Regions from separate parts of the Sus scrofa genome. Here all the other regions are linked to region 3. A link is a contact called in public Hi-C data. All regions are on one chromosome and are shown on one strand. Each heading gives the region's core, a stretch centred on a gene start, on an enhancer-like site or on the middle of the called end of the contact. The rest is flanking DNA. Distances are from core to core; before and after follow the strand shown.

Region 1 (4,217 bases), core at 1,084-3,583, 300 kb after region 3:
TCTTCAGGAAACTTATTTTTGACCCCAAGAGTGTTGAGATGATTGGTCAGAGTAGAGATTCGGAATAATTCACTGAATGAAAAATGAACACTTAAAGTAGAGAAAGAGAGACAAGTGGAAAGGGGACACCTAGAGTCCCGCCTTTTGCTGGAATTAAAGGACCAGGACGTCGCCCGTGTCGGCGTCTACTGCCCAAGCAGTTTCACGAGGAGTGTTAAAGAGAAACACCACAGGGCCAAAATGGCATCACTTCGGCTAAAGCGTTAAGAGTAAACCTAACTAGTTTTGATCTTTCCCCAAAAACATAATCTTAAATCGACAAGTTTGAAATGTTCTGGGCATCACCACTGAGGTAATTTGTCACATGGGTCCTCTCTACCCACCCCCCAACCAGAAGAAGCAATCTGCATAAAACATGTGCCTTTCCTTCCCCACCAAAAGAACCTGGCCCCAAACAAACAACCAGTCAATCAATCAATCAATATTTCTTCCTCTCTCTCTCTTTCTAGATAATGATTTCCTTAGCTCACCCTTGTTTCCATAAAAGCCTTCCAATAAACCGCTCCCCGGAGTGCCCCTCCAGCTGTCAGATGAGATGCAGCCCAATTCACAAACTGTTGCATAACATCAGTTAAAACTTAGTCGTTGAATTTTGTTTTCTACCAGAAGAGACTACATGTTTCCAGGACTTAAGGAATATGATGTGCAGTTAACAGAGGTAAAACAAACTCACCTGTTAGGCCCACTTTGGCAGAGCCCTCTCAGAGGAAGCACAGAGTCCTGGTGCGACAGGAGGGAAAGCAGCAGGACACAATCTAGATAAATAAAGAAGGGGAGCAGCTGTTAGGATTTGATAAAAAAAAAAAAAAAAAAAAACAGCTGGAACCGGGTGAAATCAAGAATAGTCTGGTCATTGTTAGCTCAATATACCTTCATTATAACACAAAAATTCATTCCCCTTTAGACCCTGACAGTTCTACAGCAGAGAGCATAAAAGGCCAAAAAGTGGGCAGTGGCTCATTTCCTAGGATATCCCCCCTTTTTTTCCGGTCTTTTTAGGGGCGCACCCAGGGCATATGGAGGTTCCCAGGCTAGGGATTGAATCTGAGCTGTAGCTACTGCAACCTACACCACAGCTCACGGCAAGGCTGGATCCTTAACCCACTGAGTGAGGCCAGGGATCAAACCTGCGTCCTCATGGATGCTAGTGAGATTCGTTTCCGCTGAGCCACGATGGGAACTCTATCCCCAACTTTTTGGAAATCACTAGAATACTCCTCCCTCTCCTCAGCCTATGAAATAATTACTCAGCCCATGAAAAACAAACCCATATCCGGGGAGGGCTCTCACTTTCTGAGAAGGTCAATTCTGCCTGGAGTGTGTTTTTCTCTAAATAAACTCACTTTTGCTTTCCTATGGCTTCCTCTTGAATTCTTTCCCACGCAGAGCCAAGGACCCTCACTTGGCCCTCAGACCTAAGGACTGCACGTCCTGGGACATGGCCTTTCCCTCTCTCACAACACCGGGAATAGGGAGCTGAGGAGGAAGCAAGTTGAAGGAGACCAGGATCTCAACCCCCTTGCCATCTATTGTCGACCGTGCCTGGGAACAAACTCCAAGAAAGAGCTATCAAAACATAACTGTTCAGTGTTGAGTAACGGTTCCCAAGTACGTAACGGGGCTGTTTCAGTGCCTCCGCTGCCTATTCAGGGCGAAATTAATACACGCACAAATAACGGTGAGTTTAATAATAGCTGCCGTGCACGCGCACGCACACAGTCGCACACACAGAGCCTCCGTCATAAACACCAACACACTCAACACGCCTGGGCTACTTCGCATTCGCCCACTCGGGCGGCCTCCCAACCCACAGACCTGTGGACGCCGGGCCGAGCTCCCGAGCCGCCCCTCGCAGGAGCGGTTTCGAGCCGTGGCCGCCCCGCCCCCACGCGAGCCGAACCTCAGGCCGCCCCGCCGCGGGGAAACCGGCCCCAGAACTGGGGGAGCGCCCGGGGCGCGCCCCACGGTCCGCTGGTGCCGCCGGATTGGACACGCCCGTCGCGCAACGCCGCGGGGGTTCTTGGGAGTGGCGAAGCCTCCGTGCGCGCATGTGCAGCGTCACCACTGTTGTCCCGGAGACCAGAAAGCTGTGGGATCCCGGCCTCGCCCAGGGGCTGAGACTTCGGGAGCGAAGGGCGGGTCCAGGACTGGGCGTGTCTGGGTTTGTCCCAGAGCCTGGGAGCCTTTATTCGGAAGGGCGTGGCCTCCTCTCCCCCGCCTTGGGTCTCCGGAGGGGAGGGTCTTGGAGAATAGGACGCGCTTGCGTACTGGTGTCCGTGGAGGCGCGGCCTCAGCGCGATACGTCTCTGGGGGGCGGAAGGCGTCGCGAGTGACAGACACGCATGCGCACTCCGTCCCTGGGGGGCGTGGCTTCGCGTCCACTGGAGCCGAAGAGGGCGGGCTGCGCAGGCGCATAGAGTACGTCGCCGCCGATTTCTGGAGAGACGGAAGCGTTTGGGGTTACCTGGTAAGACTTCCCGGTCGGTGGAGGGGGAGGGGGCCTTCCGAGAGTGCCAGCTGGGAGTGGTCGCTGGAGACCTGTGTGCCCGGGCTGCCAGAATCCGTGTGTCTGGCGGCCTGTTCTGAATAGTCGTTTGTCCGTATGGCTATGGGATTTGCTTCGCATCTCTGGGTGTTGCCTGACAACTCTTCTGAGCCCTGAAAAGGCTGTGTGACTTTTTGCTAATCATTTAATTTTTCGGAACTTCACTTCGTTCATATATAAAATGGTATTACTAGAACAGGTTCGTTTGCCTGGTGCTGAGACCTTGGCCCACGTTGACCCTGCCTGCGGGGCCTTCACGCTGTGTTCCCAGTTTATTGTTTGTAGAAAAAAAAGGCTCTAGTCTCTTAGGCCTTCCCAGAGTCCGAAGGAGCAGGTACAAGTAGTTACTAATTACAGAAGTGAGGGCATGCAGAAACAAATGACAAGCAGTCAAGCAAGAAGAGGAGTAATAGTTTAGACAGTAGTTCACTGATAAAATCCGTGAGTCTTAGTTCCTCCTCAAAAGACACGCATAGGAGTTCCCATCGTGGCTCAGTGGTTAACGAATCCGACCAGGAACCATGAGGTTGTGGTTCGATCCCTGGCCTTGCTCAGTGGGTTAAGGATCCAGCGTTGCCGTGAGCTGTGGTGTAGGTCGCAGACGCGGCTTGGATCCCAAGTTGCTATGGCTCTGGTGTAGGCTGGTGGCTACAGCTCCAATTGGACCCCCTAGCCTGGGAACCTCCATATGCCGCGGGAGCGGCCCTAGAAAAGGCAAAAAGACAAAAAAAAAAAAAAAAAAAAGAGACACGCATAAAAACCTGACCCATACCTTTGAGTTGTTCTGCAGAAACTAAGACCCCCACCTTGGCAAAGGATGGTGACTACATGCTGACAAGAAGAACCAGAAAGTTGATGTTGACGCCCCACATAACACCTGGTACCTCACCACCGGCCAATCAGAAGAATGTCCACAAGCTGAAATCGTTCACCCCCACCTTTACCCTAATGTTGCCTTTACACTCCTGCCAGAAAGTCACTGGGGAGCTTGGGTCTTTTGAGCATTAGCTTCCCATTCTTCTTGCTTGGTGCCCTGAAATAAATAATGTACTTTCTTTCCTTCACCACAACTCTGTATCAATAGATTGGTTTTGCTCTGCATTGGGCAATTGGACTACAGTTGAGTTGGGTAATAACCTTGGTTCAAATGTACTGCAGAGAACCAGTGACCTTGAGAAAAGTGCCTACCATGCAGGCCTTCTCTCTCCTCAATATATTCCTTGATCCACCTGAGGATTCTTTTTCCCAACCCAGAAACTCTCCAGCAGTTCTTGCTTTCCTGGGGGGACTCTGGTTACATAGGCCCATTTCCATTCACCCCTCAAGTGTCCAGTGTTCTTCCTCTTGACCATTCATTATACCTTCAGAAAATTTTGTTTAGCAAATCAAATTGACAGCAGTGTTTTATGAAGGATTTTGATGAACCAAAGGACATACCTTGAGGGGAACCCAGGATGGTGGAGTATCTGGAAACTACGTCTCATGAGAAGAGATCGGAAAACCTGTGTATGTTTGCCTGGAGAAGAGATAATTGCAGAATAGTGTGAAAGTGTGTCTCTGGGTAAAAGGAATTTAATTGCAGCTTTTTTTCCTATGAGCTCTAGAAATAGAA
Region 2 (4,103 bases), core at 686-3,185, 260 kb after region 3:
GTTTTTAGTAGTTGTCTCCCCTTAGGTTCCTTTTAGTTGTGACCATTTCTCTGACTTTTCTTGTTTTCATTGACCTTAACAGTTTTAAGGAGTTCAGGGCAGATATTTTTTCAAATGGCCCTGAATTAGCGTGTCTGATATTCTGCCATTACACTGGGATTATGTGTTCTGGAGAGGAAGACCACAGAGGTAAAATGTCATTTTCACCACATCTTATCAAGGGTACATGCAATCACTGTGCCCTCACTATGGATGTTAACATTGATCTAGTGAGGGAAACAAACACACTTAAAAAAAAAAAATTTTATGACCACACCCACAACATATGGAAGTTCCAGGGCCAGGGACTGAATCCAAGCCACAGCTGCAACCCGCCTGGATCCTTTTAACCTACTGCGCCCCGGCAGGAACTCCACACACATTTTTAACCATGAGTTCACACGAATCTAATACCACAGGATTCTTCCCTACCTTCCATCATCCACTCACTCTTTTCCCATAGTAAAACACTGGCTTCCAACAAATCAATATATTTATTTGTTTTCTCAATCCTATGATGCATACAAAATAGTTTCCAAATCACTGCTATTATGAAAAAGAACCTACAAAGTTGAGTTTAGGGATTGCTTGCATTTTTTTTTTTTTGGCTTTTTGTCTTTATACAATAGAAATATAGGCTCCTTATCTGAGATATATAAAGTTGTAAAAACTTTTGTCATTTTTCTTTTGCCTTTGCTTATGGTGTATTTTGCCTTACAAAGTGCTTTAGCTTTGTGTTCCCAAGTGTAGCAGTCTTTTCTTGTATTAAGTTTGGATTTTTAAGTCGTAATTAGAAAGCCTTTCCACACACTCAGGTTATAATGGAATTCACCTCTGTACTTGTCTGCTATTTGTACGGTTTAATTTAGAACTCTGATAAAGTTGGTGATTATACTTTTGTATGATATGAAGCATGAATACACTTTAATTTTTTCCCCAATGGTTATCCAGTTATTCCTCAGGGTTGCTCATTAAGAAGTCCATTTCTGGAGTTTCTGTGGTGGCTCAGCGGTTAAGGAACCCAACCAGTATCCATGAGGACACGTGTTCGATCCCTGGCCTTGCTCAGTGGGTTAGGGCTCCTGTGTTACCATGAGCTGTGGTGTAGGTCGCAGAGGCGGCTTGGAGCCTGCCTTGCTGTGGCTGTGGCGCAGGCCAGAGGCTGTAGCTCCTATTCGACTCCTAGCCTGGGAACTTCCATATGCTTCAGGTGCGGCCCTAAAAAGATACACACAAAAAAGTCCATTTTTATCCCAATGACTTGCTACCCTTATCATACAGTCTGCTTCTCTGTTTAATATTTCCAGGCTTTCTCTCCTAGCTGACAACTCATGGACTAATACCCCAGCTACCATCATAGACTTCTTGGCCGCTCTGGGGGCATGTGGAGTTTCCTGGGACTGGGACTGGGACTGAAACTCCACCGCGGCCGAGACCTATACCGCCCGAGCCGCCGCGCAGAATTCCTTAACCCACTGCACCGGGCAGGGATCGACCCGGCGCCTCCACGGCGACCCCAGCCACGCCGTGGGACTCAACTCGCCTCGCCACAGCGAGGGAACTCTTGTGCAAGATGTTGTAAAATTGGTTACGGAACCAACTCCAGGGCTTTTACCTCCCTCCAGAACATCTGGTAAAATGCCTGCTGCACGGTCCGGACGACTCAACACGTGAGAAGAAACTTCGCACATATACCGCCTCTGCAGCCACACACAGACGTCTGCCCGGCGCTGAACGGTCCCAGCCACACACTCAACCACCGAGTCAGAACACGCACCACCACGGCCGCTCACACACTCACCTGCCGTCGGAGAGACGACCACGCGCGGACAACAAGCGCAACACACAACTTCACGCAGCAGCCTGTGGACACAGCGCACCCCGTCCCATCCCAGACGGTCTCTTTCTCTCACACACAGACACACGCACGGACCCGCCCACCAGAAACATCGCGAGATCTTGCCTTGCGGTTTGGTTACTGCCTTTGGGCCTGGAGACTACGTTTCCCAGAAGCAACTGCGGCGCTGTTCCAATCGGGACGCAGCATCGGCGGTGCTTTGTGCGTCTGCGCCATCTTCCGGCTCCCGACTCCGCTGGTTTCTAGGAGGAAGCGCCCCGAGGCTAGAGTGGGCGCGGCAGCGGGGGCATCTGGATCCAAAGAGGCGGCAGGTGAGGGGCTCCGGAGCTCGCCAGGTGTTGTAGGATCCGCGCGGGAGCGAGCTCCACGACCAGGCAGGTCTCGGGCTTAAGCAGAACCGGAACGTCTTACCCCCACGTAAGTCAGCGGCTTTCCTCGCTCTGGACTACATTTCCCATCGGCCCCCGCAGCGCGCCCTGCTGGCGCCCCCTACCTGCAGTCGAGCTCATAGCCCGGGTGCATGGATCCCTAAGGTGGGTGTGTCTCTTGGAGGGTCCTGAACTCCAGAAAATGCTTGCTTATGGATGTTTTGCATTTATTCTTAACGTAGTTGTTTTTTTTTTTTTTAAATCTTTGACGAAGTGAGTTGCAAGACCCCAGAAGATTTGGAACCACTAGTTTATTCCGCAGCATAGTGAGGTTCCCAGACTAGGGGTTTAATCCGATCTGTAACTGCCGGCCTACAGCCACAGCCACGCCAGATCCCAGCCGCTACTGCGACCTACGCCCCAGCTCAGGGCAACGCCAAATCCTTAACCCAATGAGCAAGGCCAGGGATCAAACCCCCATCCTCAGGATACTAGTCGGGTTGGTTAATCACCGAGCCATGACGGGAACTCCGGAACGGCTAGTTTAGAAGCTGTGACATGTTTGAACATTTTACCGGATCTTGTTCAAAATTTGTTCAACCTTGGGGAAACGGTTGGGTAAATCACAGGCCAGCCCTATAATAGAATATTTACAGCTGATACATATAATGCTTAAAAAAAAAAGTGGTCACGAGGAAAAAGACCTGTTATGTGCTATTAGGAAACATTTATCATTATTTCATTTACACACTACTTAGAATTAAATATTTGTAACACTCCAGGCACTCTAAGTTTTTATGAAATGAGCCTCCGCATCTTAATACTCAATACATCTTAATACTCAATGTTTTCCATTCTGGTTTTGGTTTCGTTGGGGAGGAGGGGCAGTTAGCCTGGGCATGGGTGGGTTTGACGTCTTTTTGTTGTTGCTTTTGTTTTATGGCCGCACTCTTGGCATATGGAAGTTCCTGGGCTAGGGACTGAATCCAAACTAGGGGTGTGACCTGCACAATGGCAACCACAGGATCTTTCAACACTTCAGGATGGGGAGGTGGGGGTGCTGCAGTCAGGTTCTTAGCCCACTGTGCCACAGTGGGAACTCTGGGTTTCACTTCTTTTGCTGCATGTTTTCTTGTACAAAGGGCTCCATTGTGAATATCTTTGTCAGCTGATATTGTCAACCACATCATTTTTGATAGTTGCTTGGCATCCATCATATGGCTGTGTCAAAAATGATTCAACCACTTGCCTACCTGTGAAATGTATTAACTTTTTGGTTCAGTTTTTTAGCAAATATTATGCACATAGCTTTGCTGTCACATTTGTGCAGGGCCGTCTTTATGTGACGAGAGTGGAGCACTGGGCCTACTCCATCTAATTCGCCCACTGCCGCCATTCGTTGGCTCGAGGCAGGGTCCACAAAATCGTGTCCACAAGGCCTTGAGTTGGGCTGTGGGGTTCTTTGAGAATTTGGAAGTTAGGTTAAAAGCCAAGGAGACTTTCAAAGGTGTTATACTGAGGACATGAGAGTTAAATATCTGGGAAGGTTTCACTGCGGGCCGGGCTGATGCATCTCAGGCAGGCTGTGCTCCCAGGACTGAGGACAGCCTTCCTTCTCCCAGGGACACCACGTCTCCGTAACGGGACCACGTCTGAGCATCCCTAGCTCAGATTTGCATCAGTAACAAGGTGGAGCTGAGTAACGGCCAGAGTTTGTCCCAGCTCCCTCTAATTTTGGGGGGGGGTGGGGAGTAAAGGAGGTAGGCACTCAGTCTGGGAGCTGAGGCAAGCCTGGCCTCTAATGTTTGCTTTTTCCTCCCTCAGCTCTGCCATCTCCG
Region 3 (4,144 bases), core at 741-3,240:
CACACCTGTATCCTCTGAGCCTGCCCAGCATCTGTCTTTCAACATCCCCCTCCTCCTCATTATTATTTTGGCCAATCCCGTGGCACCCAGAAGTTCCTGGGCCAGGGATCGAACCCGTGCCACAGCAGTGACAAGGACAGATCTTTCACTGGCTAGGCCAACAGCGAACTCCTTAATCTGTCTTATAATTGGTGCCCAGGACACAGGAATGTGACAGGTGACGAGTTGAGGGCATTCTTTGGTGAAATAAGCTATTTCATTACATGGTGGCTGGGCTGGTTGGGGTGGGGAGTAGGGGAGTCAAATTTGCACCTGGGTTGGGCTCGCTTTTTTTTTTTTTTTAATTTTTATTTTATTTTGCTTTTTAGGGCCACACTCGCCGCATATAGGGGTTCTTAGGCTAGGGGTCGAATAGAAGCTGTAGCCGCTGGCCTAAACCACGGCCACAACAACGCGAGATCTGAGCTGCATCTGCGACCTACACCCCAGCTTCTGGCAACGCAGGATCCTTAACCCACTGAGCTAGGTCAGGAATCGAACTCGCAACCTCATGGATCCCGGTGGGTTAGTTACTGCTGAACCACGAAGGGAACTCCTTGGGCTTGTTTTTATTAGTGACTCAGCTGTAGGTAAAAAAGAGCTAATGTTTATTGACCGACTCCTTACTCTCTGCCAAGCAGTGTTCTAAGTGCTTTGCATGTATTCACTCATGAATCCCCACCCTGGAAGAGGGTGATGGAAAAAGAAAATCAAAGGCGACCCTTCCATGTTTGGGGTGGGCATTTGTATGGATGATGGGTTTATCATCTAACATGGTAGAAAACTGGGGGAAAAGCAAGATTCTTTGCTGGGGGGAGGGGCAAAAATTCTCTTCTGCCCACCTTATGGTTTGAGATGCCTGTTCAAAAATCCAAGTGGAGACGTCAAGTGGGCAATCGGATGTGAGTGGGAACAAGAACATCGTGTTCCTGGAGCAGCAAAGATTCCGGTGTGGCTGGAACACATTGGGCAGGAGAGGCAAGGTGGGCAGAGAGGTGGGCCAGGGTAGGTTGGGTGACAATGAGGGGGTTGGCTTTCACCCAGTCTCGGACAGGAGGTTCTGACTCAGCCACTGACCACTTGTGAAACCAGGGGAAAAGTTCTTGTCCAGCTAATGAATGCTTGTGATGTGCCAGCCACCGTCACACCCTGTCTGCACATCAGTCCAGAAGGTGGGGGCGGGGGAGTCTCCTTCTCACCCTGCCCCGAGGAGACGAGGTGGGGAGGAGGCAATCACAGCCTTAGGTCCAAGCGGCTCCTGTTGTCCTCAGGCCTGGAACTGTCTGTGCATCGAACTGTAACTCATCTTTTCTGAGTTCCTGCCCTTGCTGGGACGTGCAGATTGAGACCCTGACCTACGAGGGTGCGTCGGGGACGTGCAGGCAGCACCCTTCCGACTCACACGGGGGAAACGGAGGCCAGAAACCGCCTGCCATTCTCCCAAGGGATGAGCAAGGTGCCTGGGTCCGCCCTCGAACCACACACTCCCCTCCAGCCGGCTGCAGCCTCACACCGCGATCCGGCTTCTTTCTCCCACCTCACTCACTTGTTCTGCCCGGATGGGGGAGGGGTGAAACCTGACCCGTTGTCAAGGAGACGCACCCTGTAGGCCCAGATTGGTGCAGAACTCTGGCCTGGGCCCCTCCTCCTCGCCCTCCCGCTCCTCGGGCCTGGGGGCCCTCATTTCCCGAGGGCCTGCCGCTCCGCGCCTCCTTCGGTCTCCATGGAAACGCCGCCACAGCTCCTCCCCCTCTCCGCCCACCGGCTGCTCATCCTGGCACGTTTGCGCATGCCTGGGGCCCAGGCCCCGGCCAATGGGAAGGCCCCGGCCAATGGGAAGGCCCCAGTGCGTTCTGGGTAATGTAGTCCAAAAAACCCTGGAGCGGTAAGAGAGGCCATGTTTGCGAGGGCCAATAGGTCGCTGGGAGGGCTTCGGTGCATCTTGGGAAATGTAGTTCTGGTGCTTGTGGAGCCATTCGGAGATGGGCGTGAGTGGGTCGCCACGGCGAGAGCCAATAGAAAGCCACCGTTGTTGCGATCCTTCCTGGGAGATGTAGTTCTAGGTGAGGCCGGCGGGGCCGTTGAGGGGAACAGATCCCTGGGTCTCTGGGAGTGTTGAGGGGAGGGGGACGGATGAGTTTGGCGCAAAGCCTGCCGGGGCATGGAGTTCTGATGAGCTCTGTGCGCATGTGCGAGGAGGCGAGGGGGTTTGGGGGGCCTCGCCCGGGAGAGTAAGGTGAGCGAGGGAGGAAAGGAGGGAGGGATCGGAGGGGGGCAGTTGGGCGAGCTTTGGGGAGAAGGGGTCCGGAGGAGGGAGGGACGGGAGAGTTGGCGGGAGGGAATAAGAAGGGGGCCGGGATGAAGGGGGAGGGGGAGGGAAGCGCGGACGGGAGGGGGAGGGCCCGGAAGGAGGAGGGGGTGTGGGCCCCGGAGGCGGAGAACGCCGGGGAGAGTTGGAAACTGAGGGAGGGGGCGGGGGAGGGCCGAGGGGGGTGGGCTGGGCCCTGCGATGGAGTCTGGGGGCGCAGGACCAAGCCGGTCAGAGAGGTTTGCGGAAAGGGGCTCGGGGCGGGGCGGGGCGGGGGGGGTGGTCCTCACGCGGGCGGGGTGCAGGTGGCTCCCCTCGTGCGTGTCCGTACAAGTTCGGTCGCACTTTCATGGAGTTGTGAGATTCCTGCGGATGAGACGAATTGCCTTGTTTCTGTCTCGATGGAGCTCCCCCCCCCCCCCCCCCCGCCTAGCTTGTTGCAAGGGATTAGGTTCGTGGGCGTGCAGCTCTTCAAGGCTGTGTTTGCTCTTGTTATCATCTGAAGCTGCCCTCCTCCCTGTCAGCCCCAGTCACCCAGTTTTATTTCCTGGTTTAACCCTTATTCCAGCTCGAACTTCGGTGTAATGCAGGTGTTTTTGTTTATGGCGGTATCCCCAGCACCTCACAAAGTAACAGTAACAGGAAAGGTTCGCTCCGGTTGGGGGCTTGGTTAGCACAGCCGAGTGTTGTTCTCAGCATCTTTGTTTTCCCCACATCTTGAATTCTTACCGCGACTCTTGGGTTAGTAGGACTCCTCTTCCCATTTTACACCCCGGGCAGGGCAACTCTGTGTGAAAGGCGTCGTACCTTGTTCAAGGACGAAGAGCTGGGAGGTGGCAGAACTGGGATTTGCTCCAGAGCCCTTTGCCCTGAGTAAATATTTGTCCATTGGGCCGGTGGCTCTCAACCAGGGGCGACTGTGCCACCCCCCCATCCCCAAGGGGACTTGTAGCGCTGTCTGGAGTCACAGTTGCGGAGATACTGCTGGCATCTGTTGCTAAGAGGCCAGCGATGCTGCCAAACATTGTAGGATGGCTCTTACAACGCAGTTATCCAGCCCCACATAACACTAGTGTAAGGGTAGGAAACCCAGGGGAGACAGGCAGGTCTTCATTGAATGCTTCCTTCTGATTCATCCTCCTGGCATCCCTGTTGGGAAAGCTACTGTTAGACCTATACTGCAGGTGGCGAAGGAAGCCCAGGGAAGGCCAGTCACAAGTCCAAGGTCGCACCATGGAGAGATGGCATCGTCCAGGGGCGCCTGCTGTGGCGCAATGGGATTGGTGGTGCCTCTGCCAGACACAGGTTCCATCCCTGGCCAGGCACAGTGGGTTAAAGGATCCGGTGTTGCTGCAGCTTAGGATAGGTCACATCTGTGGTTCAAAGCTGATCCTAACCTGGAAACTTCCACATGCTGCAGGGCAGCCAAAAATGAAAAAAAAGAAGAAAAATCCGACTGCAGCGGGTCAGGTCACTTGGGAAGTGTGACCCCCGGCCTGGCTCAGCGGGTTAAGGATCTGGCATTTCCCAGTTGTGAAAGCTGCGGCTTGGATTCAGGCCCTGGCCTGGAAACTTCCATATTCTGTGAGTGTAGCCATGAAAGGAAAAAAAAAAGGGGGGTAGGATTGAAAGTGGGAGTCAGAGCCTGGTCTCTCTCTTTTTAAATTGTATTGAAGTAGAGTTGGTTTACAGTGTTGTGTTAATTTCCACTGACAGCAAAGTGACTCATTTACACACACACACACAGAGCCATTGCCACACAGAAATACTGAGAGATTTCTCGGTGCTATACAGCCG

The links. Hi-C and Micro-C count contacts between places; a contact is called where the count stands out from the background.
Region 1: a Hi-C map of liver shows a contact between it and region 3, with 3 times the contacts expected there. The contact joins the promoter of LOC100623035 here to the promoter of ZNF444 in region 3. A contact is called at or near these places in 2 of 47 Hi-C or Micro-C datasets (liver and retroperitoneal adipose tissue).
Region 2: a Hi-C map of liver shows a contact between it and region 3, with 4 times the contacts expected there. The contact joins the promoter of ZNF583 here to the promoter of ZNF444 in region 3. A contact is called at or near these places in 3 of 47 Hi-C or Micro-C datasets (blood, heart right ventricle and liver).

Annotation. Positions count from the first base shown.
Region 1 is chr6:60,757,080-60,761,296 of Sscrofa11.1, forward strand. LOC100623035 (zinc finger protein OZF) reads left to right here and starts at 2,334. Exons shown (of 4, transcript XM_013998844.2): 1 at 2,334-2,527. LOC110261070 reads right to left here and starts at 2,216. Exons shown (of 4, transcript XM_021095123.1): 1 at 1,876-2,216; 2 at 734-815. The coding sequence starts at 2,110.
Region 2 is chr6:60,719,360-60,723,462 of Sscrofa11.1, forward strand. It overlaps ZNF583 (zinc finger protein 583), which reads right to left and starts at 1,936. Exons shown (of 4, transcript XM_021095099.1): 1 at 1,841-1,936. ZNF582 (zinc finger protein 582) reads left to right here and starts at 1,686. Exons shown (of 5, transcript XM_021095108.1): 1 at 1,686-2,208; 2 at 4,090-4,103.
Region 3 is chr6:60,456,017-60,460,160 of Sscrofa11.1, forward strand. It overlaps ZNF444 (zinc finger protein 444), which reads left to right and starts at 1,991. Exons shown (of 4, transcript XM_021095118.1): 1 at 1,991-2,102. LOC102159166 (a long non-coding RNA gene) reads right to left here and starts at 4,114. Exons shown (of 3, transcript XR_002344832.1): 1 at 3,077-4,114; 2 at 2,638-2,713; 3 at 1,999-2,083.